2 separate regions of the Gossypium arboreum genome follow, and region 2 is linked to region 1. Evidence: chromatin contacts called from public Hi-C data. All regions are on one chromosome and are shown on one strand. Each heading gives the region's core, a stretch centred on a gene start, on an enhancer-like site or on the middle of the called end of the contact. The rest is flanking DNA. Distances are from core to core; before and after follow the strand shown. Region 1 has its middle 44 kb from the start of LOC108451652. Region 2 holds the start of LOC108452982 (probable acyl-activating enzyme 16, chloroplastic).

The links. A called contact is a pair of places that touch in the nucleus more often than the background predicts.
Region 2: a Hi-C map of leaf shows a contact between it and region 1, with 1.9 times the contacts expected there. The contact joins the promoter of LOC108452982 here to the enhancer-like site in region 1. A contact is called at or near these places in 2 of 5 Hi-C or Micro-C datasets (both in leaf).

The regions. Positions count from the first base shown.
Region 1 is chr5:74,976,979-74,981,832 of ASM2569848v2, reverse strand. No RefSeq gene overlaps it. Among protein-coding and RNA genes, the nearest start is that of LOC108451652, 44 kb to the right of the region's middle. Within about 2 kb of position 1,777, at least 2 of the 2 cell types and tissues checked have an H3K27ac peak or open chromatin away from gene starts, as enhancers often do. A contact at or near this core is called in leaf, where this site is marked.
Region 2 is chr5:75,132,881-75,137,780 of ASM2569848v2, reverse strand. It overlaps LOC108452982 (probable acyl-activating enzyme 16, chloroplastic), which reads right to left and starts at 1,617. Exons shown (of 18, transcript XM_053028020.1): 1 at 1,124-1,617. The coding sequence starts at 1,354.

The DNA of each region.
Region 1 (4,854 bases), core at 528-3,027:
TTTTTGACCTGAGGCAGACGCAAAATTTCTAAGAATATTAATAACACAATCAACATCATTCTTCTTATTACGCACAAAAAGAAGTGTATCATCAGCATAAAACAAATGATTAATTCTAGGACCATTTCTGCTTGCACGGACACCTCTAAGGATATTGTTATTTTGAGCTTGTAAAAGCATCCTAGAGAGTGCTTCCATGCAAAACAAGAAACGAAGAAAGAGGGTCCCCTTGACGGAGGCCCCTCTCAGGAATAATAGTCTCCGAAAGCAGGTTATTACTTTTAATCACATACTTAACAGACCGAACACACTCCATAATCTTTTCAATCTACTGTTTTTCGAAGCCCATTTTCCACATAATTGCCTCGATAAAATTCCATTCCACATGGTCGTATGCTTTACTCATGTCAAGTTTGATGACACAACCTTTACTCATGTCAAGCTTGATGACACAACCTTTATTAGGCCCGTTTCTAGAGCTTTGAAGATAGTGGAGGAGCTCATGCGCAATTAAAATATTGTTGTGTATCATTCTCCCAGGGACGAAAAGCGCTCTGGTTATGACTTATACAATCGGGAAGGATGACTTTCAGTCGGTTAGCCAACACTTTAGCAACGATCTTGTAGACAAACCTACACAAGCTTATAGGACGAAAATTTGTCATATCGCAAGGATCTTTAACCTTAGGAATTAAAATAATCATAGTATCGTTAACTAAAGAGATGTTCTCCTGCCCATTAAGAGCATCCAAGAAAAACCTTAAAGTATCTATACCAACTATATCCCAGTGCTGTTTGTAAAAACTTCCAGAGAGACCGTCAACACCAGGGGCTTTACTAGGATCCATTTGTTTGATGGCTTGAAGAACTTTAGTTTCTGTATACTCTCAATCACGCCAGTCCTGATGTTCCCTAGTAATGCATTCCCTAATGTAACCAACCACATACTGGTTACTATCATTGCCATTAGACCGGAAAAGATTCCAGAAATAGTTTTTAGTAATATTACAGATCTCCTTGCTATCCGTAACCCAATTTTCATGAGTATCTTTAAGCTTATCAATACTATTCTTTTTCATTCTGCTAGTGGCTCTTGCATGAAAATATTTGGTATTTCTGTCACCTACCTTAAGCCAACAGGACCTAGATCTTTGCTCCCAATATTTCTCCTCCCGAGCATAAAGATAATCCAACTTGCGGCGCGTTTTCTTCAACCTCTTGACACTATCACTCCTATTTGTCGTATCAATGATTTTGTTAATAGTCTCCTCAAGTCTGCTGATCTCTCTCTTCATTCTACTGTGTTTATCACACTGCCAAAGACCAAGGAGCTCACGAACCCTATTCAACTTATACCCGAAGTCCCCCACATTGGTATTCCAGGCATTTTTGATGATGTCTTTACTTCCATTATCAATAGCCTAACAATCCTCATAACGGAACCGAATCCTATTATCAATAGGACTATCTTTAGGTCTTCGACCATTCAAATCTAAAAAAATAGCATCATGATCTGATTGTGTTTGTCTCACCACACTAGACGCTATATACGGATATTTTTCTACCATAGGGACCATCGTGAGAAATCTATCAAGTCTCTCTTTAATCAAATTATCACCATCTCTATTATTAACCCAAGTGAACCAACCACGGTCTGGCTTCATATCATGAGGGCAAGATCGTCCAGCACATCACTAAAATCATTAATATACGCCCTCGCAATCCGACGCCCTCCCTCCTTTTCAGCATCATTCAACATTGCATTAAAGTCCCCGCCAACCACCCACTCCTCTCTAACAGTAGCTCCCACCCTACGAAGCATATCCCAAGAGCTGCTCCTTTCGTTAGGATTGAGGTGCCCATAAAAACCCGTAACCCGAATGTTGCTATTACCATCCATTTTAACCAGGGAGTCAATATGATGTTTGGAGTAATTTTGTATGGTGACAGCAATCTCATCCTTCCACATCATCGCAAGACCCCCCCCCCCCGGCGACCTTCAGCGTTAACAACAAGTCTATTCTGTAACCTGCATCTGATTTTAACCCTTTGAAATTCGGCAGCATTCATTTTAGTCTCACATAGGAAAATAATATCGGGGTTGTTGGCAACAATAAGTTGCTTTAGTTCCCAAATTGTCGCAGAAGACCCCAACCCACGACAATTCCACTTAAAAACTTCATTGATCCTGGCGGAGCTGTTCAACAGCCGCCGCCTTTGTTGGTGTCAAGCTATCCTGTAATTTCCTCCGAACCATTCTACCTGGACTTTTTTCGGTTAAATCTCCATTACTTTCTCTAACTCTCTTTCTTCTTATTTTCATTTTCCCCGACCCCTCTCAACGTATTTTCATGATCCATTTTTCACAATATGTGCTTGATTCTGACTCATCTTCCGAATTTTTGACACGTTCCATTTCCATTTGACCATTCGGCACATTTGTCCCTCTCCCACTTGATGACCTCCCAGATAACTCTTTTTCAAACTCTGTATAATCTTTAACTAATTCTATTCCATTCCTCAATAGCCCCCTATTTTGCTTTGTAACTCCTAGGGAAACTCTGAGCCAGTTCCCGTACTAAAATTTAGATCTGCGGATCTCGCTGTTTGCCTCCACCTCCACACATTTTTGAGTCGTATGACCGGTCAGTCCACATATGTAACAGAGTTTACGCAATCGCTCATATCGAATAGTACAGACTATTTCCATCCCTTCTTTATCTACATAATGAACAGCCCTTCTCAATGGCTTATGAATATTAATAATAATTCTAATACGCATATATTCTGCCCAACCGCCATTCCTATCTCTCCAATCTATAGCCAACACTTCCCTTATCGCGTTGCCTACTTCCATAGCCACTTTCCTATCCATTAACTCCAAAGGTATATTCGAAATACGGACCCTGAAAGGTGACAGGTAAAAATCATATTCCTCCATCTTTTTGTTTTTGACAAAGGGGACCATACTAAATAAACATTGGTCAAACAATCGAGGTAAAAGATTTAGTATTCTCTTCCTGTCTTCTTCATTATTGAATTTCACCAGAATAGCTCCTTCTTTAAGGGATACAAAGTTAACTTCCTCTTTTGTGAACCATAGAGACTTAAAGACACGATACATAGCCTCTCTATTAATCTTTTCTTCTGTCATCAGCTTTTCAATAGCCCAGTTTATACAACCGTTGGAGTTGCCCAAATCCTCCTTTGTATTAACAACCCTCATTCCCTCTTCTTCCGAGAATTTTAGTTTTGCCAACATCGAGCTTATATCTTCTTCCATGTTTACTACCAGAGACCATCTAAGAACCACCTGAATCTCCCGATTCCACCAGAAGAGACAAGATTGAAACCCAAACACCACTAGAAGAAACCCACCACCACCAAGGACTCCAAACCTACAGAAAAGCCACCAAAAAACAAAAACCAGGACACAGAAAAAGGAAACCACTAATCTAGAAAAAAAGACAAAGAAAGAAAAAAGCCTAAAATTCTAGCTAAAAGAGCGCAAAAGAAACCTAAAAACCAAGCCCAGTAATAAGCCAAAAACAACGAAAATGAACGAAAAGCAAAATAAAGATAATGACAAGGAAAAGATAAAAAACGAAAAGTTCCATAAAAGTTTTAGTAAAGAAAAAACAACATACTTCGAGAAACATACATGAAGAAACTTTCAAAGACATGCAACAAAACAAAGACTATCACGTAAAGTCATAAAGAAACAGCACACCCTAAGAAAAATATTAGCAACAAAAAGAAACACCAGAACCCACCACCTAGTGTCACGGACGTAGGATTCTTGCCTCATAATCCGTGCGGCCTTAGGCAGTTTCTTACCCTAAAAACGCCTAAGTCAGCCTAACTTCCACAAAAGAAGGATTCAACAGAATTCTTCCCAAAACACAACTCAAGCGAAAACAACTCAAAGCCAACAAGATGAAAGAAGAATGAGACAAGAACAAGCCAGGGAAAATAAGAACACAAGAGAGAGAAAAGTTTGAGTGAATGCTCTCAAGAATTCTTCTTGCTCCAAAACTCCAGTGCTTTACAATGAGGGAAGAGGCCTCTATTTATAGTTGAGCCTCTCCAAATCCAACGGTGCAAAATCAAGTACATCAACGGCTATAATTAAAGGGTATCTACAATCAAATCTCTAAGAATATAAAATCATATCTTCTAAGATTACATATCTTATCTAAGATATGTAATCTTATAAAATAATATCTTATAAGATTACATATCATATCTAAGATCTCTAAGATTATAAAATCATATCTTTTAAGATAATGTTTCCATATTTGTCTAACTTGTAGATGGGCCTTCAATCTCTTCAAGCAACGGGCCAGTCCGATTGGGCCAAATGACCTCCTTCCTTCTTGATAGATCGCACAGATGTGTCATGGTTGCGGGCTCCCATGCGCAACCCATGACATTCTCCCCCACCGAATCTAGCGACGCCCTCGTCGCGTGCTCCGCATGGTATCGATCTATCTTGTCTTGGAATTGCCACAAGGCTTCAGCAGGTTCCCAACTCATCTCACTATCCGGAAATCCCTTCCATCGGACCAAGTATTCACGCCGCTGTCGGTAGTACTTACGTCTGACCACACAATCCGCTTCAATGTTCTCGACCTCTCGATCATAGGCGACTTTCACCTCCATTGGTGCTCGTTCAGACTTGCTCCGATTTGGGTCTTCTCCATCTTTATGGAATGGCTTAAGCATACTCACATGAAATACTGGATGAACTTTGAGCTTTTTAGGCAACTCAAGCTTGTAGGCCACCTTGCCTACCTTCTTCACAATTCGAAATGGCCCCTCATACCGCCGAACGAGTCCTTTATGTAACCCATC
Region 2 (4,900 bases), core at 368-2,867, 160 kb before region 1:
ATAATTCTAGAATGAATATGTATAAATGATTGTTCAAATTTTGTGGGAGAATGCCTCTATTCGCCCAAATAGTGAATCTTGTCCCGACGAGGAACAAAGACTCATCCCAACGATGCAATTGTCTTAACGTCCCGACGAGCAGAGAAGCAGAGTCACAACGACGCGACGTCCAGTCCAAGCTTTCGACTTTATTATTTTTAGTTAAACTTTGTTTCAGTTTCCCATTTAAACTCTGATTAATCTAGAGACATTCTAGTCATATTATACTATGAATTCTAAGTTATAAATAGGTCACAATTACTCTAGGTTAGACATACAACAAAATATTGAGATTGAGAGAATTTTGTTTTTGAAAGGTTTGTTCTTGTGGGTTTCAGATTTTCCTTTGATTCTGTCTCTTGTAGTCATTATTTATTGTAGTGGAATATTTTTTTACCCGTAATTTTTTATCCTTAATTGAGGAATTTTTCCAAGTAAATTTCCATATTGATCTTTTTTATTATTATTTTCTTCACTTTATTCATTACTTAGTCGGGTTTATCACTAACAAATTCAAATAAAAGACAACTATTTATCCATATCCAAGTTCAGTGACTAACTTATTTTTAAAATAGAATTTTCTTTATTTTTGCTGGTGTGGAATTTTTTAACTATCATGTTGACGTTGCTGTTTGTTTCTAACGGTCAACCTTCATCAAAGATCTCATTGATTAAAATTGTGGGTGTAAAAAATTAGAAAAGTATAATTGATTTTTTTTTTTTTAAAGTTTGATGGTCTATCTTCCTAATAAGCCAAAAATTAAAAACTTAACAGACCAAAACTAATAAATTTAGACCAAAACCGAGCCGAATGGTATAGTTGTAATGCTTTATCGGTCTTTTTCTGAGCCCTACCGTCCAACCAATTAACTCTACTACGAACTACTATTACTCATTACCAGACAAACAATATCGTCAATTCCAAAACTATTTGACTAAAATATATATAATACCAAAAATAAAATAAAGCCAACTTGCAGGAGAAGAACATTGAATGAACAGTTGAACACATCCAAAAACCCAACCCATCACAGATCCCCGATGATCCCATAAAAATAAAGTACAGAATTCCAAAGAAACTCACCTTGGAGTCACAGAAAACTCGAAATTTCGATCCTCGGGAGACCTTGAACTTGGCGCTGGAGAGCTGCTTGGTATCCAAAGTTTTGGAGCACCGCAATTTAGAACCCGAGAAAAGAAACTGAAAAGACCTCGATTTATCTAAACAAACCGGCGACAACATGATCGCCTTTCTATTTTCAGAAGAAGAACAGCAAGAAGGCGAAGAAGATATTTTGATCGGAGCCCCCAACATTTTTGAAAAAAGCGAAAGCAAAGGAAGTGAAGTGATGTGGCGGTGGTAGGTGAGAGGAGCAAGTGCAGGGGATCACGAAGTATCTTGAAGAAGAAACATTAACGTGATATATGGGAATGATAGGGAATTGAGACGATGCAAACAAATTAAAAATTATATACACGACAAAACGGCCCACTTACTTATACTACTGACACTGACATTTGCAGTTATAATATCAAGTATTTCACATTATTTTTATCTTTCAAACCCAGCTTGCTTGCCGGACATTATTATTAGTATTTGATTATTTAAGCAGTGCTTTTTTTTAGAGTGTTTTTAAGTTTAAAAATAATTTTAAAGTTATAAACAGCTGGTGAATTACTTTAAAATTATCGATTCTTCATAAAGGGATACAAAATTAAGGTTCAATAAAATTTAGCCAATCATCGAATTTTAAAAATATAAAATTATTATTATATATTTATTTATAGAGAAATTATTTTATACACATTATTCATAATTTTTTAATTATTTAATAATATTTATATAATTTTTTCTATTTGAACTCCAAACTAAAATCCTTAAATCTAGAATCTCGAACTCTAACATGAAAACATAGAATCTCAAACTCTAACCCCAAACCCTTGAACCTAAACTATAAATTCATAACCCCAAACCTTTAAACATTAGACTTAAATCTTAAACTCTAAACTCGAATCTTGAATCTTAAATCTCGAACCTAAACTCTAAACCTCAATGTTTTTGTAGTTAAATAAGCTCTTAACCTATGATTTTTACTCATAAAAGCCCTTTATTTTAATATTAAAGTAAATATATTTTAAATTTCAAGCTCTTATCTTAATTTTTTGTTTATGCAATAAAAATTTTATACACTTTAACATCAATATAAAATCTAAAAAGTAATCAAAATTTTAAAAGAGTAGTTAAAAATATCATGTATATAAGTGCTCTCAAAAATTTTTAAATTTTATCTTTTATTTAATAAACTATTCTCATCAAATTCACATCAAAATAAAATGCTAATTAGTTTATTTTTAAAAATAGCTTTACTTTGATATATTTACTTTAATATTAAAATCATAAGTTAAGGGTTTATTTAACTACAAAAATAGGTAAAGGGCTTGTTTAAACACAATGTAGTGAGTTAAAAGGGAATAAAAAGAAAATAATAAATAAGGAGGGCTTACAAGACAATTAACCACATTTAAGGTTTGGTGCCGCCACACTATTAGGCACCGCCCTTTCACTTTTTTTTTTTAGTAGCCACTTAAAATGGTAAATTTCATATCAAGTCCTTGAATACTTTAGATCATTACATTTCAGTCCAGTGCCGCTAATTTGACAGGCGGCACCAGTAAAACCATACTATTTTAGTAAATAATCTAATGGGCATGCCATTTCAGTTATTAATTTTATTTTTTTATTGCTTAAGTAAAAAAGCCAATAAACAACGGGTGAATTACTATGAAAATATTGATTTTTTATAAACGAAATAATTTAAATTAGAATAATTCTAAAAATTAAGGGTTTCAGGTATCAATAAAATTTAGTCAATCGTCAAATTTTAAAAATATGAAATTATTTTATACATACTTTCCATCATATTATTCATGATCTTTTTCAATTATTTAACAACATTTTAACAATTTTTTCTATCGAACCCCAAATCAAAATTATGAATCTAGAATCTTAAACCTTAAATCCAAAATATAGAACTTAAACTCATAACCCTGAACCGTTGAACTTTAAACCCGAATCTTAAACTTCAAACTCGTAACCTGTAATATTAAATCCTTAAACCCTAAATCGTAAACTCGTAACCTCAAACCTTTAAACATTAAACCTAAACCTTAAATCTCAAATCCAAACTTTGAACCTCGGGGTTTAGGGTTCAAGGTTCAAGGTTTAAGTTTCAAGGTTCGAGTCCAAGGTTCAAGGCTCAAGATTCATGGTAAAATAATTATCAAAATTATGTGTCAATGATATGAAAAAATTTCACAAAATTACTAATTTTGTTGCACAAAAATAAAAAATATTAACTTATGAAAAAACAAAATGATTAAAATTTGTAAAAGAAGAGAAGATGTTTGTTTATAATTTAAAAATTAATTATTTTAAGTAATTTAAACTAAAGTTAAATTAAGTTGGAGAAAATATTAGATATAGATGAGTATATAATAATACTTTGTTATCTTTAAAATTTAATGACGTGATACTATTTTATTGATACCTAAAAACTATGCATTTTAGGATACTAATATAATTTATTCCTTTTATAAAAATTATTAGATTAGATCGATTTTTTTGAAAATTAGTGAATTAAGCCGATTTTGAAGAGAGAGAAGGAAAAAAGCATCCAGCAAGACATGCTTTCCTACTCAGTCAGCAAAGTGCGTTAAACTGGACGCAACTACCTCGCAAATGCTACCCTCAGCGGCTAAATTCCAACTTTAACTTTTTTTTGCTATTTAAACCCCAAATTTCCCACTTTTTCAATTCACTCTCAACTATCTCTCAATTCATTCTCAATCCTCTCTTTATTCTCATTCAATTCTCTCAGTTCACTCAATTTTTTTATTAAAATTGTAGTAAGTATTTTAATTAATTTTGTATTACAATTTTATTCATATTTATTAAAATTATTAATGGGAAATTCTCTTATTCGTTTGGATCACAAGCATATTTCAATCGTTCAATTGCAAATGGTAAGAAATTTTTATTTTAAATATAATTTAATTTAATTATTTTGTTGGTATATTGAAATTTAAGATTTTGTATTTTTTTTTTATAATTAGCCAGAAGATCAAATTTTGGAGACATATATTCACAATATATTCTTTCTTCCATCGTCTTTAATCGAACCATGCTTGAGAGATGCAAGATTTTTGCACATGGTCCATATGGGTAGAAGGTGTTAATTGGAACCCACATACACATTCCATCTTTCATACAGTGAGTGCGTTAGGAAATGTACTCATATTATAGTAAACATGAATCTATTTTCTAAACATCAATGGAAACTTTAAAAAAATTTTAAAATTTTACAAAATAGTCCTTAATTTAGCTAAATCAAACTCCTAGGATTCCAAAAACATAAAAATTACAATAAACAAATCAAAAACGGGTTACCAATTTGCAAGATAAAGCTAGCCGTGAGCTAGGTTTTCTTCTCCCTTTAGTATGGGTTTAAAGTTGATGAAAATGATTAACTTAATAAATTATAAAATGTTTCTTTAACTTTTGTTTCTTTTATTTTTTTAACTAGTGTACGTATAATCATATTTTAGTTTTAATTAACATATTTTATATCATAATTATCATCAAAATCGTCCACTAACATTAAATTTTGGTGAAATCTCCACTTTGATCCTTGAATTTATAATAATTGACCCTTTTAACACCTAAAATTCAACGGTGATAGATTTTTACAACTTTTACGATTTAGTCTTTTTTTTCTTAATTAACTATTCAAATGACAAAATTATTAGACCAAACCTTAATACGACACTTATATAACTTCATAAATATTAAATAAATAATATT